2 separate regions of the Sparus aurata genome follow, and region 2 is linked to region 1. The links are chromatin contacts, called in public Hi-C maps. All regions are on one chromosome and are shown on one strand. The core of a region is the stretch at or near the end of the contact, and the rest is flanking DNA. Distances in the headings are between cores, read along the strand shown.

The links. Hi-C and Micro-C count contacts between places; a contact is called where the count stands out from the background.
Region 2: a contact with region 1 is called in a Hi-C map of an unstated tissue, with 6 times the contacts expected there. The contact joins the promoter of dmxl1 here to the promoter of commd10 in region 1. A contact is called at or near these places in 2 of 2 Hi-C or Micro-C datasets (skeletal muscle and an unstated tissue).

The regions. Positions count from the first base shown.
Region 1 is chr5:26,049,964-26,056,851 of fSpaAur1.1, forward strand. It overlaps commd10 (COMM domain containing 10), which reads left to right and starts at 4,124. Exons shown (of 7, transcript XM_030415859.1): 1 at 4,124-4,414; 2 at 5,916-6,006. The coding sequence starts at 4,386. It overlaps ap3s1 (adaptor related protein complex 3 subunit sigma 1), which reads left to right. Exons shown (of 6, transcript XM_030417918.1): 6 at 2,190-3,047. The coding sequence ends at 2,318.
Region 2 is chr5:26,308,610-26,315,497 of fSpaAur1.1, forward strand. It overlaps dmxl1 (Dmx like 1), which reads left to right and starts at 3,242. Exons shown (of 50, transcript XM_030416168.1): 1 at 3,242-3,607; 2 at 6,199-6,440. The coding sequence starts at 6,354.

The DNA.
Region 1 (6,888 bases), core at 2,874-5,373:
GGCAAAAGTATCTGGAGTCTGACAGTCAGCGTTCCTCTCAGTTAATGCCACGGTCATCGTTCCGTCCAACACAAGTCTCCTTCAGTCGTGGCAGAGGGAGGAATGCCCACAAGACAAACGGTCCATTGAAATAACCTTGTGAAACTAAGTGAAGTGGATGAATGTACATTCCAGACATACTCTGTGTGCCATATCGCTAAATGATTTACGAGGGTTTGTCCTCACAGAGCCGGGGGAACATACAGTTCTGCTGTGCCTCAAACCTTGTGGTCATTTTTGGGTCTTTCTGCTAAAGATTCAGTCGGGGGGGGGGTGGGTGGGGGATCTCTAACCACAGTGATTCTCAATTGTCTACTCACGCTTGAGATGAAAACATCAAATCATTCACTCTCTGCAGATGTGTTTTTACTGTGTCAAAAGAGCTAAACTACCTTGATACATTACGTTTAAAAAAGAATGCTGAATTGCTTTGATACATTTTAGCATTGAGATTCATTGTGTTAGAGCTAAGTGCCTCCTCTGTCCCTGAGAATAGATCTCCCATCGTAGTTAAACACTACTAGACTTACAACCTCCTCATGTCATCAGTAGTTACACTGTAGACGTGTAAATGACACCATATTCGGTAACGCTTCATATTAAGGTAATGGGCATTAGTTAATAGGAAATCAGGACCTTATGAGTTTTATGAGGTGCTTATTGATATTATTAAAACTATCTAAGTGTTCACAACAGCATGATAAACGGACTTGGAAGGGAAAAGGTTTTTTAAAAGATAATAACATTTTAGAAGTTCATGTTTCTAATTAATGATCCCACTTCATAATGAAAATAAAAGAAGTCAGAATTGTGAAAAAATATTTACTTTTTTTGCACAGTACCACTCTTCACTAGAGCATTTTTTCCTCCTACTTCATATTGTATTGTGCTACTTTGTAAAGGTTAGTACCAATTATCTTTTCCACAAGAAATTGGCTTTGCGGCATTTTTAAAAATTAATCTTGAATTCAACTTGGTTCTTGATTAAAAAATGATCTGGGGACAGTTTTCATTCAACATAATGATTAGCGATGACATTTGAAATGAAGGTTGAGTGGCTTTAGCCAGTTTTGGATATTAGTTCACTGACTTGCTCCATAAGAACAAAGATGCAGGCATTCTGTCAATCAAATCAAATGAAAAAAATACAAAGCCAATGCCATAATGCCATGATTTTTTTTTTAACACTTAGCTATGCCTTCTCCAGCTCGACATCTGGAATGAGCGCTGCATGTGATCAAGGTTGATAAAATATGGATACATATTAAATAATAATAAATCAATGTTAGCAGTGAAGTGCAAAACTAACATTAAGATAGTTATATTATTCTAACAATGAACGTGTTTGTTGTGCTATAATTAACACCTGTATAGTCTTTTTAATGTTTGTAAGCGTCTCATTTTAAGGACTTAGTTTTGCCTATTAACTAACGGACTGCAATATAAAGCGTTACCCAATATTCTTGTTCCTGTGTTCACAAATATGTATTTAGACAGTCATGCGTAGTCTGTCCAGAAGCAACTCAACCCACGAGAAGAGCAGAATCATCTGTTTTATTATGGCTAAGATTACGTTTGACATGTTCCCTTAAAATTTGACGCACACATTCTACACACGCCTATCTATCCAAACGTCATTTCCGTCTTCATATCCAAAATCCATTTTTTCTGCTTTACCCAGTTCTCTCCATGCATTTTTACCCTTATCGGTCCTCAAGAGTCCGGTGGGTTCACTTTCCAAGCAATGCTGCCTTTTGTCCATTTGATGAATGTCCAGTACTGCTCAGTATATTCAAATTAGTGAATGGTCTAGTACAGTGTGTCCTCACAGTTGATTCATAATTGGCTCTGGTTGTGGTGTAAATCATTATAGAACCAAATAATGCATGTGCATATGAAGCTATGAAGGCATCTGAATGTACATTTTGCACATGTTGTCTGTCCGAGTAGCTGTCAGTGCTTTTGCATTTTGTCAGCAGTTGTTTGTCTCTGTTTAGCACTGTGTGTATGTGTGTCCAATGTTCACGGTTCAGTGTGTGTGTGTGTGTGTGTGTGTGTGTGTCTGTGTCGTGTACAGCATGATTTTTGATTTACTGATTTGTATCTTATCATCCCCTCCATGTGTGTTTTGTGTGTGTATGTGTGTGCAGGCCGGTATTGCAGGAGCGCCTGCTCGTGCCGTATCAGCTGTAAAGAACATGAACCTCCCGGAAATGCCCAGAAACATCAACATTGGTGACATCAGCATAAAAGTGCCAAATTTACCCTCCTTCAAATAGTGGCAGCGAGATCCTGAGCCTGCAGATGTCAGCCAATGTTTACCGTGATGCAATCTGTTTACCAAAACCTCAAATTACTAACTTTTATCAAAACTATACATCTTGAAGGTACCGTGTGATTTGACACTCCTTGTTCTGGCTGTTATCTCTTTGTTTTTCCTATAAAAAAAAAAGAGTGTTTTATGTGATTTTTTTTTTTTTTTTTTTTAATCTGTTGGAAGGAAAAATTAAGTATTTATTTATCAGTGGTACATTCCTTCTGCCTCGATGGGGGTTGGCCCTTGACGTTTAGCTGCTACAGTACCATTCTGTGTCACTTTGTAACTGAAATTATTTCACTGACAAGTGTTTACTTAAAAGAGAAAGTGTGGCAGGTGGTGACATTTTGGGAAAGACTTAATGGTTTGGTATATCTGGCTTGAGAAATCAACTCGTGGAGGAAAGAGCATGAAACCATTACAAATACCAAATTGGAACAGGTCTGCTACAGTATTGGAAGTCATACATTACAGCTCGCTGGTAAAATCAGTAAACAATATTATTATATTGCGGATATGCTGTGTGATAGAAATATGAATATATGCTGAAATGATTTTTTTTTCTTTTCTTATTTGTATGCAAAATATTTTTAAATGATTTATCATGTCTTATCAAATATTTCTCTTAATTTTAATCTGTGCATGAACTTTTTTCTCTTCTTTTTCAACTTAATAAACTGTCGAAATTCAATCGTTGTGTTTGTCTTTTTTCATTATCATCATCATTCTCGTTTGATATTTTCAATATGTGTCTTGTACAGTACATTCAACAAATAGTCTTAGATGCACCATATCATTATTTTGTCCTTGGAGATGTTTCACTTATGAGATCTTGTCAAAAAAATCAGTATGTGGCAGGCTATTACTTAAGGTATGGGTCATGTAGTGAAATAAAAGAGTTAACAGGTGTAACTGGTGACTGTATTAATGTTGAATAAAAATGCTAATGCTCTACAGTCAAATTTTTGGTTTTGAAAAGTCTTTGCCTGTTTAGACTATTTGACCACTTATTCCAAGGAAACGGCTGCAGATGATCTGGTTAACACAGTTCACACAACACCAGGGCTGTCACAACATGCCGGTAACAATGATAACTGCGATATAAAAAAAAAAAAAAGTAATATTGAGATCATGTGAATAGTCCTGTGCGGATTTTATGCCTTTGTGGATCTCTTGTTTATCAGTTCAGGGTTGCCCTTTCACAATTAAATGTAAATTTTTTTGGTGCACTTGCAGTACTTTTCTATTGGTGTGTTTATTTGGACCATTATGCAATGCAGCATAATGGCAAATTGTTACATATTATATTTATGTATTCATATTTATTTTATTTATTGATAATAAACACTTGGTTACAGACTTGGTCTATCCTTCAATAACTCTAATCAGTAATTGAGGACTTATAAGAAACCAGCCAACATTTTTGACTCCATTATTATCAAAATGGATGTTTAAATGCCTACCCATGTGGTTTTTTAATAACTAGGCACCCCAAAAACTGTTCTATTAAATGGCTTCACTGGCATGTAAGGCATTCATTACTGTTTTAGGAAAGATTATTAAATCGTTAGTTAGATAGTATCAACTTCATAAAGGGTTCCATGTCAGAGATTATGGGTGTAAGCAGCAGTAGGCTTATGCTTTTCCCTGCGCATTTGTCGCCGGCTCTGTTTGTCCATTACATATTCCGTACTTACTCTTGTAGCAGAAGCTTCAGTTGTGCCCAGCTTTACGCAAACACCGCGCCAACGGATTCAGCTGTATGGTCACAGTTACTGAGAAATCGATTGACATATTATTCTTGACACTGTTGTGTTAGAGAATAAAGTGACACTTAAAGTAATTGATTTGTCTGTAATTCGTTCTTCACTGCGCATGCTTGTCGCAGCTTTGACTGTCACATGTACCGCTGTCTGTCTCGTGACAACAGGAAGGCGGAATAACAACAGTGAGAGGATGCTGCTGCTGCTGCTTTGACACTTTGACACAACTCTTCATTTTTCATTCATAGAAAAAGCAACAGACAACAATGACTTCAATTATCAAAGAAACACAAAGGTGGGCTGCTTCTCTCTTTAATTATAAAGAAATACAAGGAGTATTTCCAGTAACTAACGTCAAGCTAAGTTACCTGTAGCCTAACGCAGCTTTATGAAAGTTCTCGATATTTTGATGTGGTGCATCAATGAATATTAGCAAACACGTAGAACTAGCTCGAGGAAGATTTATGTTTCTGATGCCATCGTTAAACTGCGTTATTATCAGATTTTATTGCTCTTTTTTGGGGGAAAATTAGCCCTCTGTAGCTTCCTTCTTCCACTTCTTCTAACAAACCTGTACGTTAAATTATAACGTTACATGAGGACTCATCGCGTTGTGGTAGAGTGAAGTAGCTACATGTTTTTGTGAGGTATCGACAGTATACTGTTGTCTTCTAGTAAGACTCAGCACAATAACAATACCGCGCTACATTTAAGGAGAGAGTTAATCGTTTGTTTCTGTTAACAAACAATAATATGCTATACACATAATGTATTAGCTGATTTTTTTATTGTTAAGTTGCAATTGATATTGATGAATTAGTGTTTTTTTGTTGTTGTTTCAAATTATTAGTATTTTGCTATAGTATTTATGCATTATTTTAGTGTCAAACAAGGTACCAGGGATTTGAGGGAAACGATATGTTAATTCTGTGTATGTCCTGTACACATAGCAGCATTGACAATAAAGTTTGACTTGACTTGACTCGAAAAGGTAGCAGAACAAGGCGATCAAACTACCTTAAATACCATATTAGTTTGTGTAAAAATGTATAAATGCAATAGTTAACAATCACAAACTGAGGCTTAAAGTCACAGTTCTTTTGAATTGGTTATAGTTGTGCCAGAAATGTGACTAAAATAATTTAGGTCTAAGTCCCAGGCAAGTCTCAAGTCATTTTTTATCAGGCAAATTTAAGTCAAGTCGATTATTCAGTTAAGGCAAGTCAAGTCTCAATTCAAGTCACTTATCTCTCCTGAAGATACTGCAGTCTTACCTGCCCAGATTATAGCATAGTGAAGATCTGATATGACATGAACATATGACTGTAATATAAGATGCACTTAATGCACCTAAAAAGCACAATTCTTCTTAACTGGTCATTTTAGATAAGCAATACTTAGGTTTTTGTTAAATTTGACTTAAGTAAAATTGTGAAAGTTCTCTTTCAATTGTTATTATGAGGTTTGGTTAATTTGGCTGTGTGTGTGTGACAGTATGTCTACACACAACCTCATTTCAGGCTGCCATTCAGTCTTCACCCAGATGGTCTTATTTATTCTGTGGAAACCTCCTGTCTACTGATGCTGTATTTTGTCACTGGGATATGTTTGTATGTGTCTTTGCTGTCATATATACATTGCAGTTACCTTTGAAATTCACTGGCGGCTAGAGTGAAATGCCTTTCATCTAGGACATGATACTTGGTCCGTAAAGTCTTATTCTGTTTGTTAACTGAAAGATCTGAGTACTTTCCACACCGCTGTCATCAATGTTCATGACTCTTCTTTCCAAACAGCATAAAAGAGGCGGTGACTTTCATCAACGCAATTGATGCGAACAAATTCTCCAGGCTGATCTCCCGCATCATTCAGAAGCTTCATTTGAAGGTACAGAGACTGCACAGTGCTATCCGTGACAAAGACAAGAGGCTTCTGAGGCTTTTGCAGGAAAGCTGTAGTGCCAGAGAGAGAGCAGTGCATGCATAATGACTTATCACAGCATCAGTCAGACTTGCGCTAATGAATGTGCACTCATGCCTGGCCCTGTTGACCATTCAGGTTTTTTTTTTATTAGATTTAGCTGGTTGACAAAAAATGTCAGCCATTCATTCCATGAACAATAAGTGTGGTTGATTAGATTTTTTTGACTTGCTAAATGAAATTAATTTTGTTTCATCATAATATGTCATTCAAAAGATATCTTGATGATAATGATAATGATGTAAAGAACAGATGTATCTTATGACATTTATAATGACTGTTGCATGATTGCTCACTGATATGGCTTCCTCACTCATGGAATGGAGCCACTGTTATGTTTTCACCTGTGACTGTTTGTTACTTGGCTGGTTTGTCAGCAGGGTTACACAAAAACTAAAGAATAGATTTTCACCAAACTTGGATTGAGGATGCATTTTGGCCCAGAATAGACCCGATTAACTTTTGGGGTGGATCCTGCTAAAGACATGGATCCAGGAACAGTGCAAAGTTTTTTTTTGTAGTTTTACTCTCAGGGAAAATGCATATATTATGATGACAAAAAAACTTGTGATATTTAATGATTTATGATTTTTGATTAGGCTTGATTCAATTTAAGGGGACTGTGGGGCCTATGCGGAGGTATGCTCTCTACTCAGTAGTGCCATTTTAGTTGATGGTAATTGTTTAACCTTTGCTTTTGCTAGTCTGAGAAGCCCAAGTGTCTGCTGTGAAATAACCTGTGACATTTTGCCAATTATTTAGTTATACTGTAATTTATGAGATGAAAAG
Region 2 (6,888 bases), core at 1,992-4,491, 260 kb after region 1:
CAATTTTACTCTTTTTTTTTTTTTAATCATGTCTTCTCCCAATTAGATCGAATGATAATAAATTCTTCACGCCAAAAACCACAAAGCTCATGAAAATTAAGAACAATTTATTCACTTTTTTTTCTACTCTCCCTTTTAAAGAGATAAAAGATGGACTTTAATGATTCATTGGAAAATGTTTCACAGCAGCAGAAAGACAAGAACACAGGCATAGTTAAGTAAAACTAGAATCCCAGGGGTGCCCATGCTTTTTTTTTTTTTCTTTTCAGCAGGCCAACACCAAAACTGAATAGTGGGTCATGGGCAAACGTAACATAATGTATTAGATTGTATTGTTATGATGATCCACATCCCTTAATTGACTGACTTACCACACAAAGTGTCACTCAGAATAGGGAAAATGATTAATAATAGGGCTCTTGATACATGATACCTCATAAAAAACAAAGCAACATAAACACTGATTTCTATTATCATTTTCCAGCGGCCGAATCGAACTTTATGTTGAAGCATAAAAGGTATTAAATACTACTCACTCAAATTGTTTGAGACAAAAATAGTCACACAAAAAATATACAGAAATTGCACTTGAACGAAACTGTACTTGAGGGAATGGAAACAAGTGGTGGGTGTAGTGTCTCGTATCGGCAACAGCAGTGTTAGCAGCATGAAGTAGAGTAACCGCATTTGTAGTAGCAGAAACAGGATGTGTAAAATTGGAGTAAAAGGCTAAAATGATGTGAACCCTAAACTCCAGCAACAAACCATTACGTCAGCTACTTGGATTACATCCACAGTCTATTTATACTGTTAATATTTTAAAACAGTGCTGACATTTCGTGCCCATTTCCTTCAGATTAACAGTTCTGCAGGTTGTTTTTAGGGATGCTGCCAAATAAATCTTGGACCGAGCACAAAGATGATGAGATATATTTAGGACCTCTTCTAACTTCTAGCTCTCTGCCTCTAACACTGAAATACCAACTTGGCCTGAGAGTACATGATGCCCACTATAACTGAAAACTATTTAAACAAGGTACCACTTTTAGTCAGTAAATCGGTATCAGTCTGAGGTATCTTGTAAACCGTGTTGTGACACAGGAGGGCTCTTTAACACATAACTAACCTCAAGTTTCAAACAGCAGGGTGTATAACTGAGTGTTTTTTTTCCCTCTTTCTCTTTGGTGTCTTAAGAAGCGGCTGCTGCTGCTGGCAGAGAACTACACACTCAGAAACACAGAGAATTCAATATCACACTGAACAACAATATCCTTCAAACACCGGAGTTTGCCTATGAAAGTATTCTCTTTTACTTCTTCTGACGTTGTTGCTCAAAGTCAAACCCAGCGATGAAAAAAATGATATTGGAAAGCAAGATAAGGTGACATTGTTTTGCTAAGGTGTGTGTGGGTGCCTATTTGTGTGTGAGTGCATGAATGTTATTTTTAATTTTTAATTTGCATCTAATGCACATAAATGTAACCTTAAGCGATTCCGTGGTCATGCATGTGTGTGTGTGTGTGTGTGTCTGTGTGTGTGTGTGTGTGTCAAAACTGAAAGGCGATGTAATATTTAGCAGAGTTATACTATGGAGCTACATCTTTAATAATGCTGTGACCTACTTCCTGACTGGGGAGTCAACAGTTTCATCATCACCACTCTGCAACTGCCACGACAATAAATGTCGCCAACCTCCCCTAATGTTACTGACATGTCAGCCACTTTAATTATTCATGGACAGTGTCTGTCCCATTTAACTCCACATGCGTTAATTGACTTTGAAGGCTCCAAACCCCCCATCCCCATTCACTTGCCCATTCAACAGTGCTTTCCCCGGAATGTGCAGGTAGAAGTCAAGATGCGAGCTGCTGGCTTCACATGATATTGAGGATATATGAGATTACGTATTATGTTGTGTTATAAGTGTCATTGTTATGTTGTATTATTCTGTGTTCATTAAATGTCATATTGCAATGAATTAGTTTGAATGTTATTATCTGCCAAAATATTAATATTGTAAAATATTTACACAAGCTTAAATCTAGGTTGAATAGAGGAAGTGTGCTCCGGAATAAGAAAAAATACTACATTAGATCAGAAGTGCAGCAGTGATGATCCAGTTCATCCATTTGCACCGGTCAAAAGGAAACTGGAATCTGGTGTATTGAGCAAGAGTGACACCCTGTGGTTATTTAGGCTTAATGTCAGGACTTAGAAGAATGGGTCATTTGAAGATACATTCAGATTCAACCTCACACGGAGTGACCAGATGTTGTGGAGTAAATCTTCACACCATTAGAAAAGTTAGAAGTTGAAAATGACAGATTTAGTGACCTCGGTTCATCAATGACTTACATTTCTAGACCCACAACAAAGAATTAAGACTGCCACAGAAACACGAAAGGCGAACCTGTTGACACAAAGTACACATGAGAGTGCACACACAGAAATCACCCCAATCCAAAAATATGGAGGCCCGTAAGAAAATGAATATGTAAACTTAAAAATGAAGCTGTGAGTTTCTAATTGCATTGTAATTTTCCCACATTTGTATATGTTGTATGAATGAAAATTTAAATTAAAAAAACTATTTCAATTTGCGTTATCATTTTCACATAATAGCATGGGCGCAATGCAAGAAGCTGTTTAATCATAATCAGAACATTGTCCACTGTAGACCAGAGTCTATGTGAATAAAATGTAAAACAGCTTTTCCACTGTCATTTTAATATACCCATACATAATGTGAAAATAATCATGTTAAATTGATGAAATGCATCGTCATTTTTATTTTTACTCAGATAACACACACACACGCGTACACAATTATAATTATATTGTGGAATTACATTTCATCGTCCAAGTTTACATATTCATTTTAATAAAGTCCTCTATAGACTTCCATATAGAAATCAAATAAACACAATTTTCTACATTGAAGCAGATAGTCAGGTTTATTCTCGTACCGTGTTATGCAAGATCGCAGCTTTTTGAATAACATATTGTGTACAGGAGTTTTTATAATTACACTATTTTGTTATCACTGTTGGTCGTGTTACACCTGACCGTAGATAGCCAAGTCAGTCTATGCTTCTCCACAGATCTGACTATACTAAGCTCACAGATGCTGGCACATCATTTTGAGTCCTGTGCACAGGTTGAATAACGACTGCGACTGTGGGCAGGACTCACAAAACTGTCCTGTCGCCCTGCTGTCAAAACGCAACTACAAGGACCACAATGCATTGCAGCGAAACAGTCACTATCATGACACATCTTCAACATAAGGAAAAGCTTCCTCCTTGGGAGCGTTTTATTTGCTAACCTTGGGGAGAGGTTGGCTCCTTCTTATGGTTAGCATTTTGAGAAGTGATTAAAAGGCTCCTGGTATTGGCGAGCGGACACTGTCAGGCGCTGAATGTGTGACACAAGTGATCTACAGCTAGCTTTCTGGCTCAGGCGCTCGCTAAAAGACAGCTTCACAAGCTAGTAGGCGCTAACGCTAGCTAACTGTGGAGACCGTATCTGTAACATTTAACGTCGGAGAGCTACATTTATCAAAGACAGCCATTGAAAGCAGTGACTGGTGTCCGTTTTTCATCGCAAAGTAAGTAGCTAATTACTTTCTCTGACGCTGGACGTGTTACGTTGTTTGTTGTGTAAACTGCAGACGGCTAGCTAAACTTGACGGCTAAGTTAGCGTCTGATTCGAGGACTTGGAAACAGGCAGCTAATGTATGAAGTGTTTCATCAACATCTTTTGAGACACGTATTAAATTACAACCACAGTGTATCTGAGCGGGGTGACACACTGCTGGTCATGTGTGGTGACATTTTCTGTCTTAATGTGCTGGCGTGTGAAGCGTTATCACGTGAGTTGCCACAGCACAGGAAACAAAACGGTAACTCACATTTTCTCTTGTTATAAGGCAGTTTAACTGCTGCTGCAATTATTCTGTCAATGTTTTAGGCCAAACTTTGACATTCAGGGGCTTTCACTCACAACGTTATCCTGTGCAGCAAGTTGTGTACTGTGTGCCTGAACATAAATGAGATGTAACTAAATCGGCAGCACCTTTAAACTGGTAATATGGATTTAATTTTTTGTGTGCGTTCAGTTTTCTTATATCGACCTTACCTGTACCTGCAGCAAATATTAGTGTGATTAAACAGGCGAGACAAATTGACACACAAGGGGATTCACCTAGCAGGTTTGGAGTGTTATATTAAGGTGTACGCCTATTCTGTGGTGACCCACTTGGCTCACTAGCACCTGCTCTGCACTCTTTTTAATAATGGCCCTTTTATATCCATTGGACTTGATTCACTGCCAGCTTACAGAGGTGGAACACTGCCGACCCTGTATTCAGGCATTTCTGTTGTTACCCACCCATAATTTGTCCTGTACCCCCAGTGGAAGTTGTGATACATTTATTGAAACAATCGCGGTGCTGTTTGCATATAATTTAATAGTCTTTTTTTTTCACCATTTCCTGTACATCTCACTCATTGTAAATGTATTTCTGATGCTTTCACATCTTACTGACTGCAAACACTTTCACAACAATGGGTGGGGGGGCCTTATATGCCTGAAATGTCACAGGCTAAATAAAATGACAGCTTAGTTAGTCTGAGATATCACTGTTTGGTAGAGATACAAGACGCTGCCTAAGAGGCACAGCAAAAACATCAGACAGTTCAGACCACATTGGCTATGTGTCTTTTAAATGTTACAAGTGTGTCTGAAAATGACCAGAGGAATTATCAATTATCTATGCTAGAACAAACATTGAAAGCACACAAGGCAGTACCTGTCAGTTGTGCTTTGTAAACACACCAGGGGCAGTAAGCGATTCTGTAGAAAGATAGGTAATTGTTGTGTCTCAATCCAAGGTCATCAAATATAGATGCTTTGGGATGGCAAGCCATTATGTTTTTTTCTTTTCTTTTTGCAGGTTTTTTTTTGCCTCAATTTTGATAGGACGGCTAGGAGAGTCAGACAGGAAAAGGGGGGCGAGAGAGTGAAAGAGAGGGAAAGATGTGCAGCAGTGGGCCACGTTTTGGCGTCAACTCTGAGCCAGACATGGCGTACGAATTGTGAGCTATTGAAGCACCCCATATACTCGGTAATTGACGACATGGTATTTGGCGACCTGGGATTGAGACTCAACAGTCAACTATCTTTCTCCAGAATCGCTGACACCTGCAAACCTCTTGAACACAGCAAAAATAATGAGCACAAGTGAAAATGCAGGCAGAGGGCAGACACTGCAACACACTAGTCGTTCATATGTCAAGATTGAGAAAAAATATTTTTGTATCGGTCTAAACATTGTTTTTTTTAGGTCGTAGTGTACTTTTAATTCACAACTTGAATAGATTTCTCTCACAATGACAGTCATACAGTTGTCTTCATATTAAATACACTGTTTCACTTCTGCATTGATGACAATAATTTCCCCCTTTTTAGCTGCGCAGAGCACATAAGCTGATGCAACGCTGCTAGAAATTCTTGTCCTCCAGAGATAATGTGACATTGGAATTGCATGACATCAGCTTATACAACATCACCTTGATTGTCTTAGGTCCCATTTTTTTTTCAATGGCCCCCTGAAAGCTCCCTTCCCATATTACCCATCTGTTTTCTACCCATTCTGGTCCACAGTTCCTTTACTTGCTAATTGCTAATTTATTTCCTAATTGGGTTGTCAGTAAATACGCTTATTGCATTTATTTTGCACTAAAGAGCTCTGGATGATAAACTCTAAAACGGCTGATTCACTAAATGAATGGCATCGATTTTAAGATAGGCCACCAGGATCAAATGAGCTTTGATGCCGATAGGCCTTTTGCAGCTGTGGGCATGCTTAATAGGTTTAATGCTTTTTGTAGTGGGTCCTCTGACAGTACTACCAGTATGTGCTTGGGGATCATGGTCCCATTGTGAGACTAATATGCAGCTTTGAACTCCTGCAGAAAAGGTTTGAGGACACTTGATGCCCTATATGCACAATATTCTGCAGCATAAACAATTCACAAATCATATATTTCCTCCTTGATAATATTTTATATGCTTAGTGTTAAATCAATTTACAGTCAGTATCCACAAGTCAGTAATGTGCTGTAGGCTTGATGCTTACCGAGCCAAACCATTCTCTGTTTACATCTCTCTGTTTATATCTCTCTCTTCCTATTAAGAGCAAGTCTATGGAGACACTGAAGTGAAATTACGGGCTACAGATGAAGATGAACGCACCCTTCCCATGGTTTCCTATGAATCTCACCTGGAGGGGGAAGGTGTTGTGAGAAAGGAGAGAGGAGGCAGAAGCACAAGGCGACTATAAACCAGAGTCATGAATCTCCATCAGGTCCTCACAGGGGCCGTCAACCCTGGAGACAATTGTTTCTCTGTAGGCAGCATCAACAGTGTGCCATTCACGGTAAGTTATTTCAAGCTCTGGAAAAATTTCCCTCCCAGCTATTTAGGACTCTTCTTCTTTTCTGTTGAGTTGCTTTTAAATGGAAAGGTAGAAAGCAGAGCCAGAGTACAGTATGGAAAAAGCAGCGATTCTATGAAGGTCTTGCTAAGGGTAGTGTTACCCTATCGGCTAAAAGCTAAGTCTAACTGGTTTTATATGTCAGGTATTTTTAAGCCTCCAATACTAGTTTCAAGTACTGCTCTATACTGAGAAAATTGAGTAAAGGACATTCATTTACCACAGCCAGTATGCTTTACAACTTATAAAACATCTTACACTGTCGTAAGACGTAATAGTTTCAGCTTTCTGATTAAAAAGATCAGCAAACAGGACGCCTTAATAGCTCTGTTGATGGAGCGTGTGCAATATGTGAACAGGTTTGTTCTCGCTGCAGCAGCACAGAATTCAA